5 separate regions of the Mus musculus genome follow, and all the other regions are linked to region 2. The links are chromatin contacts, called in public ChIA-PET maps. All regions are on one chromosome and are shown on one strand. The core of a region is the stretch at or near the end of the contact, and the rest is flanking DNA. Distances in the headings are between cores, read along the strand shown. Region 1 holds the start of Osm (oncostatin M). Region 2 overlaps Mtmr3 (myotubularin related protein 3). Region 3 holds the start of Rnf215 (ring finger protein 215). Region 4 holds the start of Nf2 (neurofibromin 2). Region 5 overlaps Nf2 (neurofibromin 2).

Region 1 (3,300 bases), core at 27-2,526, 300 kb after region 2:
GGCAGAATAGAGTTGACCAGGGGTCTGTCCTGAGGTGCAGCCCCAGGGCAGCAGGTCACCTAAGCTCTTTTCACAGAGCCAGAAAAAGCACCTCTCCACTCACTGGGCCAGCCAGTGCTGACGGCCATTCTGCTGAAAGGTGAGCAAGATGCGAGAGGAAAGCCTGTCCAGGTCACCCATGCTCAGCACTCGCCCTGCCCTTCCTGCCACCGACACACGAACCCCTAACACACGCACACACCAGGACTGCTGGGAGCCCAGGAGAAGGTTGTAGGGGTGAGGGCAGATGATCATAGTTCCAGCTCGCAGGCCCCCACCCTCACAGGCACCGGCAGCCACGTGGTCGGAAGGGGCCTGTGGTGCAATGGCCCGGAAGGCTACGACACCATCCTTCCCTTCCTACAAACCAACCAGCCCCACCCCACCCCACCCCCTCGCCCCTGGGGAGGGCCTGTAGCCCAGGCGTGCCAACCACAAGTCCCCTCCCCATCTTCCCCCGTGTCTGCAGCTACACTGCCAGTGAGGGTCCACAGCGAGCTTGTAACAGGTGCACATGGACCAGTGCCTGTGGGGGTGTGCCCGTAGACCTAGGTGAGGCACTGCAGTACCTGCCCCGGTCACCGGGGGTTCTGGTCTGCAGGTGAGACTTCCTACCTTACTGAGAGGGAGGACCTGTTCCCACATAGATGGCTCTGCTTGCCTGTCCCCGTGTGGGTGTGGCTGTATGAGTGGCGGGATGATCTAAGGACCTCTGGCTTGGCTGACTTTGCATCTGCCCCAGACCCCGAGAATTGAATCAGAGCAAGAAGTGAGCCCCTTGCTCCATTTCCGCGCAGATCTGGAACTTCCTTCTCTGCTCATCCCCTACCTGCCTTGGGCTTCTCCAGACTCTTCTCACTCTTTCTCCTCTTCCCTCATGCCCTGGTCCCCGGCATGGTCTCTCTCACGCCTCCCTCTGGAATACCTTCCAGAAATACTACGTTTCCACCTGTGGCTATGCTGGGGTCTCAGTGGATCCCTGCCCTACTAGTTCTCCCTCTCGTCCACATCCTTCACTTGATCTACAGCTCCCAAGGGCAGAGGGTGCCTACAGCAGCCAGTTGGCCCAGCTGCGCCCTGGGATGGTAGAAAGGAAGGAAGTACTTACTGAGCAGTGTTCTTAGAAGCCGTGTCTGCATACTGGGTCCTGGTACTCTGGCCCGTGCCTCTCAGGGGTGACACAGCTTGGCTGGGTGTCCTGCAGGCTGGCAGCCACTTTATGCCCGACGGGGCGATTGGCCAACATCTCGTGAGGTGGGTGGGGAGGGGGAGGGGGAAGGGCAGGCCTTCTGGGAACATGACCCCAAAAACCAAAGTCTCCCCAGGCGGCCAATGGGCGCCATGCGCCATGACATGCCCGCTCCTCCTCCCGTTTTCTTCGAATTCGTTCTTCGAGGTCAGCCCCACGCCCAAGGATGATGTAAACCGCAGCCTCAGCCTTCTTGGGGTGAGCGGGCAGCACGGGGGTCCGTATCATCTTCAGGGATCAGTCCAGGGGTCAGAGCACGACTTGCAAGGGAGGCCACCCCTGGTCCAGAAACTACCAACCTCCTAGGACACGAAGGTTTAGGGCTAAAGGGAGCCAGACATCTTCCTTGTTGAGTGCCCTTCCCACCCTCTCGCTTGGGCTGTCGGGACATCTGTGAGCGGAAACCACCAGGCTCTGGGCACAGAGCCAGACTTGGGCCCCAAAGATTGTGCCTCTAATCCCAGGTCAGCATCTTCTAGCCCAACTCATTTCCATTGTCTCTATTAACTGTCCTCGCCCAGCCTTCCCAATCCCAGATCCTCTCTCTGTAGACAGGGTCCTTTAGGACCCTTGGAGCAAGAGAAATTAGAGAACGGGTTCAAAGCTTGTGACACGCTGTGTCGCTGTGTTGTCTGAGGCAAGTCACTCAGCTACTTTGAGCCCCACCTGAGAAAGCGAGAGAGAAAAGCACTCCTTGGTTCACCCCTCAAGGTCACTGCCAACATGGACATAAAAGGCAAAAAAGCCTTTGAAGAAAAAAGAAAAGACTAGGCTTGAATTCCAAGTACTGGTTTTCAGGGGATGGGATGGAGGGGGCGGGGGAGACCGGGAAGCTGTGAGCTCAGAGGGGAAGCTGGAGGGAGGGGTGGGGGAGCTGCGACAGTTGGACACAAGGTTTCACTTTCTCTGAAAGATAGCGATCCATCATGGGTGGGTCTTCTGCTTCTCCGCACTGAGGGACTGAGGCCCAGGCTGAGCCAGATCCACAGGCCATGCTTGGAAGCCACAGCACATCTGCCAAGCTAGAATGAGCATCCTTAGGCTGTACCTGCTGTTGGCCCTCATATATTCATTCAACAACCCCCCCACTCCCTATCCAGGAGGCGACTGTGCCCCCATCCACATATTCTCTGCACCTAGCAGAGTGTCCCCCTTGTTAGCAACTCCCCAGTACAGTCTAGACTAGATCCTTCTGAAGTCTTCATTTCCTCCTACTGAATTTCTTACCTCTGCCCACTCCAGGGTGCTGTTCCCTAGGGCCCTGGTCAGGGATCCTTCTGCATTTCATATCCGTGATGTCATCCTGGGACAGTCCCTATACCCCTACACTCAAGCTCTCACTGTGATAAGGAGACAGAGGGAAGCTCCAAGCAGCCCCAGATCTAGCCGGAGAGTGTTATGTCGTGCTTCTCGGAACCCATATGTTGGCAAGAGACCCTCCTTCACCTCAGTTGTTCCTTCCTCTCTCCCATGGACCATACACTACCTCCTCTGTTTAGAATAAAGGTGCCAAGGGGTGACTTGCCCTGTTGGAGGACACCTGCACAGTTGGGGGAGGTGTCCAGAGCCGGATGGCGTGGTACACATTTGTAATCTCTATTTCTCTAGAGGCTGAGACAGGACTGTGCATCAGAGGCCAGCCTGGGATAGACAAGGGGACTGATCTCAAAGCAAAATCAGGAGCTGGGCATACAGTCTCAAATAAATAAATAAATAAATTCAATTAAATAAAGTCAAAGGGAATAAATTCAATTAAATAAAGTCAAAGGGGCTGCCACGTCAACCTAGGCCAGCGCCTAGCCTCAGAGCTTAACACCCTGAGGGTTTCCTCCTACTACAGAAAAGGAGAGGAAGAAAGGAAGAGCGTGCATTTATTTACCTGGTGTCTGAAGGCATGTCTTAGCTGGGGGCCAGAGGGTTGTGCTGGACAGGCCACTGGGACTAAGGTCAAGAGCAAGGCTTGTGTGCATATTTATTTCCCGGAACTATCAAAATGGGAGGGCCTCTGCCCA
Region 2 (3,169 bases), core at 15-2,514:
ACAATGACAACAACAACAAACCACCCTAAAATCTGAACCCTGACATTTTGGTGAATTTTTTGGTAAGGGATGCGCCCACTTGAGCACAGAATAATCAGAACTCAGAGCTCCTACACTCAGAGCTCTGTTACTGCTTTATATCAGCACTTGTTTTTTCTTGAAGCCATTATTTGTACTTTTAGCCTGGTTGAATGAAAGCCTTTTATATAATATTTTCAATTTCCTTTTAATAATGTTTTGTAGCTGCTGAGGTCATTTGTTCCTATAGTCTGAGCACTGGGAAAGTTGAGGTAAAAAAGCTCTCTGCCAGTTCTGGGTTATAGTTTTGAGTTCCAGGCCAGCCTGGAACATATGAGACTATGTTAGAAAATCAAAACTAGGGGCTGAAGTGTTTGAGAGCACTTGTTGCTCTTGCAGAGGGCATGGGTTTGAAATCCAGCACCCTCATAGTGGCTCACAATTGTTTATAACTCTAGTTCCAGAGCATCTAGCACCCTCTTCTGATCTTAACAGCCATCAGGCACGCATGTGGTACATATACATGCATGCAAGAAAAATGCCCACACATGCAAAATAATTAAGAAAAACAAAAACAAAAAGCAAAACCAGAAAGGTCAACCAAAAACCTTATGTAGAAAAGTTTATTTTCCTAGCCTGATGTGGTAATGTATACCTGTAATCCCATTACTCAGAAGGTTGAAGGTCACAAATTTAAGGCTAGCGTGGGTTAACACAGCAAAACCCTGTTTTAGAACCAACTAGACTAAACCAAACCCAAACCAAATCCATCTAATTAGAAATGTTATATAAATGTTCTAAAAGTATGAAAATGGGAAGACTCTTTCTACTTCTTTTCCTTCTGAGATAGGCTCTCAGGTGTCACAGACTGGTCTCTGACTTACTGCGAGGCTGAGGTTAACCTTGACTTTCCAGTCTTTCTGTTCTACCTCCCAAGTGCTGGCTTGTAAGATGCGTCACTTTACCCAGTTCTGGGGGTCCTGGGATTGAACCTCAGGCCCTTGTGCATACTAAGTTGGCACTCTACCGTCTGCGCTGCATCTTCATTCATGGTCCGTATCCCACCCTTTCTAGAGGGATGGTCACTGTTGAGTAGCACTGGATCATTCTTCTGTGTACATACAAGTGTGCTTGATAGTAAATGTAGACATTGCTTATGTGTAATTTATCTTTTAAATATAACAGAGCATTCACAATTCTTACCAAGTTGAGGCCTGGCGTGATGATGTGCTCATAATCTCAGTGTTGAGGAGAAACAGGAAGGAGGATCATAAGTTTGAGGTCAGCCTTGGTTTCATTTCCTGCCTCAAAAGACAACATAAACAACAAAAGCAGCCTTCCAAAAGCAATCTAGTAAAGTAAATCCAATGACTGTGTTGGTGATTGTAGAAGAGTATGTATGTATACTCTTTAGCAGTGGTGACCCTTGTAGTCCTTTCTCCAAGGTTGTAGTTTTTCATTTAATAACTTGTTTTAAGACCCAGTACTACCAGAATAGTGATTTACATAGAGATACCAGGATAGCTTTTGTTGTTTATTTTAAAGACTTTTGGGGTAGTAATAGAAAAATGGTAACAGTTTAAATATCTGACCAGGTAATCAGTAGATTATGGTAGATGGAAATGTAATGAGTATTGAACTGTTGTCCAAATATATGCACCAATATAGGAAAGGTTTGATTTATTTTTAGAATCAAATAAATTGGAGAATAGTAAATACCCAATATTCACTCCCCTTTCACTTGTGGGGTTATGTGTGTTTTTATATGTGCATAGAGAAGTTTTTGAAACAAAAGAATAAAATAGTGGTGGCTGTCCTTCAGTGGGTAAAATGAAGTCCTTCCATTTCCACCAGCACCTAACAACTACTAATCTATTTTGTACTCCCTACTAGCAGTCTTAGCAGCTTTCATTGTTCTGAAACCCTGTCATGTGTCTGTTGTGCCTGGCTCTTTTCACTTTTCGGTGTAATGTGTTCAAGGTTCCTCATTCCTTGAAAGACCACAGCTGAGGAGCGCACTGTGCATGCAGCATGTGCATCTTGTTCAGCCATTCATCCGTGGTGGTTGTCTGCACTGTTTCTCACTCATTGGCTACTTTGAATAACTGCTATAAACACATAAATATAAATTTGAATGTATGCTTTGTTTTCTTGGTTAGGTATATGAGAATATGTTTTCTAGTTTGAGGATGAACCTGGCAGTTTTCAAAGAGGCAGTGAACTATTGTACATTCTTGCTAGCGTTGTGAGGGGATAATCGTTTACTTTTTACATCTGTAATTTAACAGTTTCTTAAGAAGAACATGTAGTACTATTACAGCTAAAATAGAAAGGTCCTTTAAACTTCTTACTAAACTAAGTGTAATGACTCAGTGTCTTCTTCCCTTTGTGCTGAGAGTGTAGCTGTTGATGGTTCTCATTGAGGTGCTGCATTCCCCACTGTCTCCTGAGATTGCTCCTGTTTGGTCTCCACAGCTCTAAAGGGAACTGTGTAAGCACTTCTTTAGTTCCTCCTGTTACAAACTATCCATGATCTTGGTTTATGAATTTGGAATTCCTATAGAGACTTTGTTTTCTTGGTTGATTAAAACAGCACATGTGCCGGGCGTGGTGGCACATGTCTTTAATCCCACCACTTGGGAGGCAGAGGCAGGCAGATTTCTGAGTTCAGTTCAAGGCCAGCCTGGTCTACAAAGTGAGTTCCAGGACAGCCAGGGCTACATAGAGAAACCCTGTCTCGAAAACCCCTCAAAACCCCAAAAACAACAACAACAACAACAACAACAAAAAAAACCAGCACATGTTTTGGGACCCTCTCCTCTAGTGGTAGAGATTGAAACTGGTACTTCATGCCTGCTAAGTGAAAGACCCCCAAAAGGATACCCTCACTCAAGTCTCGGGATAATAGTGGAACCCCAAGAACTCATGAGAGACCAAGCTTGATGCAAACCACATGAGGCTTTATTCGGGGAAAGCCAGAGCTCTGGGGACGACTCATATCCCACGCAGGGGTAGAGGAGTCCACCCAGAGGGGAAAGGGGTCCCAGTTTTTATAGGCCCTCAGGGGGGAAAGGAGAAGGGGAAAGAGTAGGGGATTTCCAGATCTAAACAATATCTATTCTCAAGAAATAGGTATGGGAGGGGTACAAGG
Region 3 (3,200 bases), core at 293-2,792, 400 kb after region 2:
CAGGCAGGGTCAGCAGGCTTCCGGCCCCTGTCCCCTCACCTGCTCACCCTCACAGTCCAAGCCAGGTTACCTCTCGGACCACACTGTGGTTTAAGATGAGGAGAAGCAGGGCAGAGGCTCCCAGGAAAAGGGCTCGACGCATCTGCAAGGGAAGACGGAAGGTGGGAGGCTGTCACACACCTGCCTTACCCACGGCCCCAGCTCTCAGGAGCCCGACATCTGGATAGACTAGCTATAAGCTCCCTGAAGTCAAGCCAAAGCTAAGGGATGGTTTTGGAGGCCGAAGAGATAATGACAGCCAAAGGCAACACACGATGGTTGTGGACTAAGGCAATATTTAGTTATGGAACATAGATCACAACATTTTATAGATGCTAACTTTCCTACACCATAGTTACATAAAGAATATTCTTGATTTTAAGAAATTTGTACATTATCATGTGTGTGAGAAACTTATGCTCCTTTCATTCTGTAGGATCCAAAATTCTTTTCATTGGCCCTAGTCCTAGCAAAGCAGCTCTCCACCCTTGCCAGCTCCTATCACCAGAGCAGGTCCACTTTCCCCAGCAAGTCTCTCCACCTCCTCCCCATCACACTGCTTTGATGCTCCATACTGGTGTTTGCTGACCCACTCGGGCCCAGGGCTTCTCTGGAAAGGCTCCTCATAGGCCACCTGTTAGCCTGGCTCTAGCAGATGTTTCGAATGCATTTTCTTTCTCCCCTTCCCTCAAACACCCTTTGCACCTGCTGGACCAGAGCCTTGGGATATGCCTTCTGGCTACTGCCTTGATTCTCTTGGTGGAACTGGGCGACCTGCTCTTTGCCCACATATGCCACTGCAATCCAGCCATCTACGGGTATCTCTTGCTCAGCATCCACGACATCCATCTGTGTAACGAGGAGCCATGAAAAGAAGGAGGCAAGGGGAATAGAAGAGGCAGCCCGGGTCTGCCACAAAGCACGCAAGGTCAGGGTACGGGTACGGGAATGAGTGTGGAAGGGGCATGTGGCTGTCAGGTTTGCCAACTCCTGAAGGCTGGGAAGTAGTAGCATTCTGGGCTGTCAAGGGCTAGCTTCTGGATGAAGACAGCGGGGTCTATCCGAGGGTCATGGCAAGTTTAGGCGGGGCTGAGCTCACCAGCAGCAGGCGGCCACCCAGCAGAGGTTCCGGACCGTCTTCCGGACCGATTCTGACGCCCTCCAAAACCAAGGCGTCCTGCCGCGGCAGTTTCACATCCACTCGCACTGAGCGGGCTCCGCCCCGTCCCTCCCCGGTCGCCGGCTCGCTGCCGTCCGCCGCCGCTCCCGGGCCCATCAGGCCCAGCCACAAAGGCAGCAGAGGCAGCAGTAGCAGCAGCGGCGACGGCGGCGATGGGGGAGGGGGCGGCAACGAAGGCGACCTCAGCGCGGGGCGATCGGCAGAGCCCATGATCCGACCGGAGAGGTGGCGAGGCCGTAGTCTAAGGTCCCGGGGACCGGGAGAACAGAGTGAGCCAGGCCGCGCCGGACAGGGCGGGGCTCGGCACCGGGAGGGGCGGGGCCGCAGCCGGAGGGGGCGGTGCGGGGAGGGGGGGGCTGAGTTGGTGCTTGACAGCGAGAGCGCCTCCTGGTGGCTCCTGAGAAACCTAATGTAGGAGGCCTGAGGAGCTGCGATGGAGCAAATACCTTAGAGCCTTGGAGAGCTCACCAAGTTGTCTGTCAGTGGAGATAGGTGCGGTTGTCTCAGGATTGGAGAAATGTAGGGGCGAGGGAGGTATAAGGGTCTGGGCTGATTGACCTACGGTGTTGTCAAGGCTATGTCTCATCCTCCTCTGGGTCAGTGTTCTTTCATGGGATCAGCGAGCAGGCTGCAGAGAATCACAGAAAGCAGATGGGGAGACTGAGGCCATGGTTTTAAAGGAGCAGGGAGGAGGGCTGGGCACACGAAGCTGTACAAACCAGGCAGAGCCATAGTGGCACGGAGCACTGGGCTGTCCTCGCCTGTAAAATGGACTTGATCTAAACCTGCACTGCCTTGCTTCTAACATGATCGCCAGTGCTTACTGGAATGAGAAGGTTCCGCTTTTGTCCGAAAATTTGTCCTTCAGCCCAGAGGTTTGTGGTTGCTGGTAGCTGGCTCAATCTGAAACCTGAGCCTTTTACAAATTGTACCCTGATAAAAGGGCAAAGAGCTAATGAGCTGCAACACCCCCTCCCACTTTGTAATAAAATATTAAAATCTACAGAAAATAGAAACCTGGTTAGCCACCAGGATGCAATGACTAAAATATTCCCAGAAGGAGACAGAGATGTAGAGAAGAAGCTCGGCTGGCCTGCAAACAGGGAATTGACATAAAATCAGTCAGCACATATGTAAAATTGGTTGTCAGAGGAGGTATTGCACTTGGGGACCTGGGAGGAGGTGCTATGGCTTGCTCTTTGCTAAATCACAACAAAGTTAGGTACCACCGGGAAAAGACGTGAAATTGGACCCCTACTGCACCGTGCATAAGGAAAACCATGTGAATTAAAGACTCAAATACAACTTTAACATTTTAATAGAGAACACGATTTTGATGATTTCAAGTGCTTGAGAGCTGTTTGTTTGTTTTTTTGGTCTTGTTTTTTTTGTTTGTTTGTTTTTGTTTTTGTTTTTTTGTTTTTTCAAGACAGAGTTTCTCTGTGTAGCCCTGGCTGTCCTGGAGCTCACTTTGTAGACCAGGCTGACCTCCGACTCAGAAATTTTCCTGCCTCTGCCCCCCAAGTGCTGGGATTAAAGGTGTGCGCCACCACACCCGGCTTGTTTGTTTTTAATGACAGAAAAACTACATTATGATGGGCATGCCTGTAATCCCAGCACTTGGGAGGGTAAAGCAGGAGTTTGAGACCAGCCTATTATACAGTGAGACCCTCTTTAAAAAAAAAAAAAGATGTTAAATGACGTGTGTAGCAACTGGAGAGATGGATCAGTAATTAGAGCACTGGCTGCTCTTTCAGAAGATCTGGGTTTAATTCCCAGCACCCACATGGACTGCGAGTTCACAATTGCTTGAGAGTCTCAGAGGATCTGTCGCCCTCTTCTGGCCATTGTAGGCTACTGCATGTGTATGGTACACTTCATGCCTGTGCAGCAGGCCAACACTCATAGAATAAAATAAAAATGAAAAAAGTTCTTACATAGAAAATAGGGTTGGTAGGATGTCTCAGTGGGTAAAGCCTGG
Region 4 (3,355 bases), core at 524-3,023, 310 kb before region 2:
CACCATGCTCTTCCAGGGCTATGGTTTGTTTGTTTGGTTGGTTTTGGTTTTTCGAGACAGGGTTTCTCTGTATAGCCCTGGCTGTCCTGGAACTCACTTTGCAGTCCAGGCTGGCCTTGAACTCAGAAATCCTCCTGCCTCTGCCTCCAGAGTGCTGGGATTAAAGGCATGTGCCACCATGCCTGGCTCCAGGGCTATGGTTTTAAGAGAGGCTGAGGAAGAGGACATGCTCAGGGGTTCTAGGATACCCCAAATAACACAGGAAGACCCTGTCTCAAAAACAAACAAATAGACATACAAAGGTTGGAAAGGTGGTTTAGTGCCTAAGAGTAAATGTTGCTTTCGCAGAGGACCCAGGTTCAGTTTCCAACACCCATGCAGTAGCTAAGGACTGAATTACAGTTTCAGGGGCTTTGGAACCCTCTTTTGACATGTGTGCCAGGTATACATGCAATGCACATATGTGCTGTAAAACATTTATATACATAAGATAAAAAAAAAAAAACAAAACTGTGGTGCTTTGACTAAGAACGGTCCCATAAGCTTATATTTGAATGCTTGGTCACCAAGGAGTGGCCCTATTTGAAAGAATTAGAAGGCTTAGGAGGTGTGGTCTTGTGGAAGGAAGTCTATCATTAGGGGTGGTTTTTGAGGTTTCAAAAGCCCATGCCAAATGGTTGTCTTGCTTTCCAAGCCTGCAGATCAGGATATAGCCATCTCTCAGCTACTGCTCCAGTACCATGCATGCCACCATGCTCCCTACCATGCTGATAATGGACTAAACATCTGAAACTGTAAAGAAGAAAAAGTCCCCAATTAAATGTTTTCTTTGATACGAGTTGCTGTGGTCATGGTGTCTCTTCACAGCAGCAGTGCCTGGGGAATGTATCTTTAAAACAAGTAAAAACTCTACAAATCCCCAGAAAGTTGAAATTTTCCTAAGCATATTATACATTTGATGACGTTAAGCTACAAGTACTCCAAGTATGTAGCTTGGAAATTAAAACAAAACAAAACAAAAAAACCAAACAAAGGAACAGAGGGTAAAATGAAAATTCTTGCCGGGCAATAGTGGCGCACACCTTTAATCCTCAGCACTTGGGAGGCAGCAGCAGGCGAATTTCTGAGTTCGAGGCCAGCCTGGTCTACAGAGTGAGTTCCAGGACAGCCAAGGATACAGAGAGAAACCCTGTCTCGAAAAACTCAAAAAAAAAAAAAAAAAAAAAAAAATAAATAAAATTAGCTTTCTATATGTATTAAGCAAGTTTCAATTCCTCAACCACCTAGTAAGGTAAGGACTATCATGAATTCTGTGGTTATTCTAATTCTCTTAAAAAGAAGTTGAAGGATCTGGCAGGCAAGTCGGGGCAACTTAAGCGGCCTCACTTCGTGTTTTTAAAGTTTGAAAAATATTGAGTCAGCATATATAATTAAGTGTCAAAAAGGAATTTCGGCCGGATGTCCCAGATACGACTGAAGCTCTGGTAAGACGCTATAAATGGGATCTCTCACTGACTGCAACAGTACCTCGTGCGGTGCAGTCCCGGCCTCTACAGGTTTCCCGGGAAAGGCGCCGCCCGCTCCTTCTCAACCAGTCTTGCTAGAGTAGGAGTATACTTTAGGAACAAAAGCGCTCGGAGTGACCGCATCTACAGCCACTCAACGCCGAGAACAGACCGGCGGCCCTCGTTCAGTGCAACTTTCAATTGGTGGAGTAGGCCTCCAGGAGGCGGGACGAAGCGGAAGTCCCGCTTCCTTTGGCGTTCCTGCCAATCACAGTATCTTAGAGAAAAAAGTGTTAGGGTGAGTCGCTGAGTAGCGTAGTGGGAGTCCGGAGGGCGGGGCGGGGCGGGGATCCGGCAGGTCGCTGAGGTGGGGGTTGGTAGAGGACGCTTCCCGAGGGCGCGCGGAGCGGAGCTGGTGACAGACACGCACGCGCGTGTGCGCTCCCAACTACTGCGCGGCCCCGCGACCCTCGGGGGTCGCTGAGAGGCCCGGCGTCGGCGCCGCAGCCGTCTAGGATTTCTGTCCAAAGGCGTCCCTGGCGTCCCCAGCCCGAAGCTCCAAGCTCGGGGCTGCGCGTGCTTTTGCCGGCATCTCCCCCCGACCCCCCCGTCGTCAGAGACTGTCCCTTAACTCATCTTTCCGCACCCACAGCCGGGTCCTCGCGGCCCATGCTGGCCGCTGGGGACCCAGGCAGCCTAGGTCTGTCTCGGGCCGGCCAGCCGGCCACCATGGTGGCCCTGAGGCCTGTGCAGCTACTCCAGGGGGGCTAAGAGACCCAGAACGCGGGCCTAGGGGTGAGGGGATCCAAGGCCGGTACCTCGCGCCATGGCCGGAGCCATCGCTTCTCGCATGAGCTTCAGCTCACTCAAGAGGAAGCAGCCCAAGACATTCACGGTGCGGATCGTCACCATGGACGCCGAGATGGAGTTCAACTGCGAGGTAACCGGCCGCCGACCCCGACGGGCTGTGAGTGGAGAGCCGCGGAATCTCTGCCTGTCTGGTGGCAGCGACGCGGGTCCCTACCCATGGGGTGCCCTCGCTGTGGTGACAGTCGAAGTGCAAGCTTAAGGGATTCCGTATATATCATTATCTGGAACCGGAAGAGGCTTTCTAGGGCCAGATCACAAGTTAAAGCTAGTTGTTTGTTTGCTTGTTTGTTAAAGTGGGGTTCTTGGTTTTGGCATTTCCCGAAGGTTATTTTCATTCATTTGTTATTGGGAAACACTGGAATCTTCCGTAGAAACGAACCGGTGTGCAGTGTGTAGAACTCGCGCCTAAAACTCCAGGGAGTTTTTCGCTAGGTATTAACTGTGTACCCTAGGTCTTAAAAGTTACATCTAGTTATATTGGAAGCTCGTACTTTTCCCTGTTCCAAAATTTTCAGTTTCTGGAAAAAACTCTTTGAGGAAAGAGTGTCTTACATTTACTCTTTATAGTTTCTAACATGATGATAATAGCTATCATTTTGTTGAAGAGTGTGTATGTGAGTGAGTGTGTGTGTGTGTGTGTGTGTGTGTGTTTGTGTTTTCAGGGCCTTGTGTATGCTAGGCATGCACCCCATCACTGGGTTGTATCCACAACCCTGAACACTTGCTAAGTGTCAGACATTTACACATTTGACTCTCAAAAAACAAACAAACAAAAAAGCAAAGCAACAACAAAAAAGCCAGTCAGATAGGTCCTGTGCCACTGGAATATACTTGGTTTGCTTCCCTAGCCTATTGCTTTTAAAATCCTTGGAATCGCCAAAGTATTCGTTTTCTTTTTGTGTGTTAATGAGCTGGATGCTGTTGCCATGCTATAGTAGTTTTAGAATTCAGCCTGGTTCCCAGAAAGGATCTTTAAGGTT
Region 5 (3,278 bases), core at 357-2,856, 270 kb before region 2:
ACTAAATTAAAATTAAAACACAATCTGGGTGGTAGTGGCACAAACTTTTTATCCCAGCACTCAGGAGGCAGAGGTAGGTGTTCTCTGTGAGTTGAGGCCAACCTGGTCTATAGAACGAATTCCAGGACAGCCAGGGCTACACAGAGAAACCCTGTCTCAAATAAAATAAAACACTAAAATGTATAGTTTGTTTTAAGTATTCCCTTGGTAGTTTCAGCTATTGATCATCTCTGTGTTAGGCGCCCTACCCCAGTCCTTCAAATCAGCTTCCTGCTATATTTTTTTCTTCAGATTTATTTTGTGTATATGGCTATTTTTCCTACATGTATGTCTGTGTACCATGTGCATGCAAGGTGACTGAGGAGGCCGGAAGAGGGCACTGGAACTGAATGGTTGTGGGACTCTGGTGGGTGCTAGGAATTACTAGGCCCTCATGAAGAGCAGTCAGTGCTCTTAACACTGAGCCATCTCTCTAGCTCCTGTATCTTTATTTTTTGTTTATACCCACCAAATAGACAGATTTTGAGTATACTACTTGATTATTTACCACAAAATGGTAAGTAAGAACTAGACGATGACTCAGAGATACCTATTTCACCAATTTCTTTCTTTTTCTTTTTGAGTCATTATCTAGAGCTGACTATGTGTTCTCCAGGCTGGCCCTCACCCACGGAAATCTACCTGCCTCTGCTCAGTGCTGGCATTAAAAGCTTGTGTAACCGTGCCCAGCCCAGTTCCCCCAATTTCTAATTAGTGCTCACATCGATTAGTTTTGCCCTCCCTTACTGTCCATTGTTATATTACTATTTTGTAGCACTGAGGATGAAATACAAGGTCTCTCACATGCTAGGCAAGTAACTATTCTGCCACTGAGCTGCACCCATAAGCCACCATCAACCATTTTTAAACTTTAGATAAATAAAACCAATTTCTATTTTTAGTGCCACCTTTTCCTCAAGATCATCTTGTGAGATTTGAGTGCATGGCGTGTAGTGATATTTTCCCTCATTTTCATGACTGTGCAGAATTCCAGTATATTACTATAACAGATTATTTATCCCTTCTACTGTTGAAAGACTCCTAGGTTGTTGGGTTGTTTCTTGGTTTTTGCTGTTATAGGTAATGTTGAATAGTTTCCCAAAGTAATTGAATCACTTTGCATCAGCAGTGTATGTGATTTCTGGTTCTTCCGCCTGCCTGCCAACACTTGGCATTCTCTCAGGGTGAATTTTTAAATCCATTCGAGAGTGTTTCGAGATGAGAGAGAGGACAAGAACAAGGTCACAGGGAAGCTTGAGTTAAATACTTCAGTACTTTTACCTCTCAGGGAGTTTTCTGCAAGTCACTGCTGCATCCAGAGCTTGCTTTAAGCTCGACTTACAACACAGAAGCATTCACCTACTGGCCTGGGTTTTATGGCTCAGATAGTTCTTGCCTTAATCTTCAGCAGTAACCCAAGAGATAAAACCAGGAAAGTGGGTGTTGTCAGCTTCTAGAGAGGCCCCTTCATTACTGAAGCTCTAGGTTAAGGAAGTACACAGAGACAGGCAGTGACTTCGTGCATTTGAGGTCGGAAAGAATGAATGCACTGTGGCTTTGTTTTTTCTTTCTGCCAATGCCGGGGATGGAACCTAGAGCTTTGCGCATGCGGAGTGAGTGCTTTGCTGCTGAGCTACACTCCCAGCCCCCACGTTCTTTTTTTTAAATCACTTGAGACAGATGTCACTATTTACCAAGGCCAGAGTGTGAAATTGAAGCCAAGAGTCAGTGTAATGAATCTGTTTTCTTATTTTCACGGGGATGGGAATCTCTGGGTTGAGAAAAGTGTTGCTGTGTCTGGTCTGTCTCATCTTCTGCAGGTCCCTTCTATCTCACCAGAGGCATGCTCAGAATATTTGACTTGGCAAGAGTCTGTCCTTCATCCTTGTCACTTAGCCCTAATAATGGTGTCTTCTATTCTCCTCACAGGGATGAAGCTGAAATGGAGTATTTGAAGATAGCTCAGGACCTGGAGATGTATGGTGTGAACTACTTTACAATCCGGGTGCGTTGACTCCTTCCCCAGTTCCCTGGCTCTCAGAAAGACTGAGTCGAGGCCACACAGGCAGATGGGTCACTTCCTCATCCCAGGGTGCTTAGAGTCTTTATGGTTCAGTAGTAAAGAAGAAACGGGAAGACAAGGTCGAGAGCCTGGTTTCATTTGGGGCTTCGAATTAGATCAGAAATAGATCAAATTAAGTGTCATTGGTACCCTGAGGGACTCAGGCCCGGTTCTCTTCTTAGCAGAGACCTGTTGGAATGCTGGCCATGTAATGTTTGATTATTCCGGCCTCTTGGGAAATCCAAGGAGCACCTGGAAATAATGTCTTTCCCCGGGGCCCACTGCTCTTAGAGATTCCTAATTTGTTTGGGTGGAACTCTTGTTCTCACTGTGAGGCTAATTAGTTTTCTATTCAGACCATTAATGGTCTGCAGGCCTCCGGGAACCATGCCTCTGCAGAGAAAGGCATTTGTGTTCTGTTCAGGTCTGGCCCTAGAGCGTGTTTCTCGCTCGTTGGGGGATTTGGCTGCTGGCTGCGGTATTCATGGCTTCCTCCAGAGGAGCACATGCCAAGTACCGGGCTTTTCCTCACTGCTGGGTGGCGGGTGCCAGGAAGCTTGGCTACAGAGGAGTAGCCATTGAAGGTCAGCTGCAGCCATCCCCTGGACTATCCCACAAACTCTTTGCTTCCCCCTTTTGGGGTCCTACAGACAGCCTTTATGTTAACGTTGAGTAAATTGAATTAAGCATGATTTCAGTATTCTAGGATAGCTTTCTACTTAATTTGTTTCCTAAATGCAGGTTTTTGTGGATTTTTTTTTTTTTTTTTTTTTTTTGCATTAAAAATCAGGGCATAAGCCGGGTGTGGTGGTGCACGCCTTTAATCCCAGCACTTGGGAGGCAGAGGCAGGCAGATTTCTGAGTTCAAGGCCAGCCTGGTCTACAGAGTGAGTTCCAGGACAGCCAGGGCTACACAGAGAAACCCTGTCTCAAAAAAAACCCAAAAGGCTGGTGAGATGGCTCAGTAGCTAAGAACACTGACTGCTCTTCCAAAGGTCCTGAGTTCAGGAACCACATGGTGGCTCACAACCACCGGTAATGAGATCTGACGCCCTCTTCTGGTGTCTGAAGACAGCTACAGTGTACTTATGTATAACAATAAATAAACATCTTAAAAAAAACTTTAAAAACAAAACAAAAAACAAACAAACAAACAAAAAAACCAGGGCACACTGAA

What was found. ChIA-PET counts read pairs in DNA pulled down with a chosen protein or histone mark.
Region 1: a contact with region 2 is called in an RNA polymerase II ChIA-PET map of memory CD8 T cells, with 208 read pairs. The contact joins the promoter of Osm here to the enhancer-like site in region 2. A contact is called at or near these places in 2 of 39 promoter capture datasets (the 3T3-L1 cell line and maxillary cranial neural crest), 4 of 115 datasets of contacts at active chromatin or transcription factors (bone marrow-derived macrophages, memory CD8 T cells and thymic regulatory T cells) and 3 of 9 other capture datasets (adipose tissue, embryonic stem cells and liver).
Region 3: a contact with region 2 is called in an RNA polymerase II ChIA-PET map of memory CD8 T cells, with 16 read pairs. The contact joins the promoter of Rnf215 here to the enhancer-like site in region 2. A contact is called at or near these places in 2 of 39 promoter capture datasets (hematopoietic stem and progenitor cells and liver), 1 of 15 datasets of contacts at CTCF or cohesin (large pre-B cells) and 1 of 115 datasets of contacts at active chromatin or transcription factors (memory CD8 T cells).
Region 4: a contact with region 2 is called in an RNA polymerase II ChIA-PET map of memory CD8 T cells, with 175 read pairs. The contact joins the promoter of Nf2 here to the enhancer-like site in region 2. A contact is called at or near these places in 5 of 484 Hi-C or Micro-C datasets (embryonic stem cells, myocytes, neural progenitor cells and 1 more), 11 of 115 datasets of contacts at active chromatin or transcription factors (the 230-238 cell line, the SCID.adh cell line, bone marrow-derived macrophages and 8 more) and 3 of 9 other capture datasets (adipose tissue, liver and pancreatic islet).
Region 5: an RNA polymerase II ChIA-PET map of memory CD8 T cells shows a contact between it and region 2, with 12 read pairs. The contact joins two enhancer-like sites. A contact is called at or near these places in 1 of 115 datasets of contacts at active chromatin or transcription factors (memory CD8 T cells) and 2 of 9 other capture datasets (adipose tissue and pancreatic islet).

Annotation. Positions count from the first base shown.
Region 1 is chr11:4,234,761-4,238,060 of GRCm38.p6, reverse strand. It overlaps Osm (oncostatin M), which reads right to left and starts at 1,276. Exons shown (of 3, transcript NM_001013365.2): 1 at 1,148-1,276. The coding sequence starts at 1,178.
Region 2 is chr11:4,534,961-4,538,129 of GRCm38.p6, reverse strand. The region is part of intron 1 of Mtmr3 (myotubularin related protein 3); the gene reads left to right. Among named protein-coding and RNA genes, the nearest start is that of Mtmr3, 58 kb to the left of the region's middle. Within about 2 kb of position 1,264, at least 42 of the 459 cell types and tissues checked have an H3K27ac peak or open chromatin away from gene starts, as enhancers often do. A contact at or near this core is called in bone marrow-derived macrophages, memory CD8 T cells and microglia, where this site is marked.
Region 3 is chr11:4,133,502-4,136,701 of GRCm38.p6, reverse strand. It overlaps Rnf215 (ring finger protein 215), which reads right to left and starts at 1,542. Exons shown (of 9, transcript NM_027859.3): 1 at 1,139-1,542; 2 at 745-888; 3 at 71-142. The coding sequence starts at 1,429.
Region 4 is chr11:4,847,962-4,851,316 of GRCm38.p6, reverse strand. Nf2 (neurofibromin 2) reads left to right here and starts at 1,773. Exons shown (of 17, transcript NM_001252250.1): 1 at 1,773-2,445. The coding sequence starts at 2,332.
Region 5 is chr11:4,802,444-4,805,721 of GRCm38.p6, reverse strand. Nf2 (neurofibromin 2) reads left to right here. Exons shown (of 17, transcript NM_001252250.1): 7 at 1,969-2,044. Among named protein-coding and RNA genes, the nearest start is that of Nf2, 45 kb to the left of the region's middle. Within about 2 kb of position 1,606, at least 94 of the 459 cell types and tissues checked have an H3K27ac peak or open chromatin away from gene starts, as enhancers often do. A contact at or near this core is called in memory CD8 T cells, where this site is marked.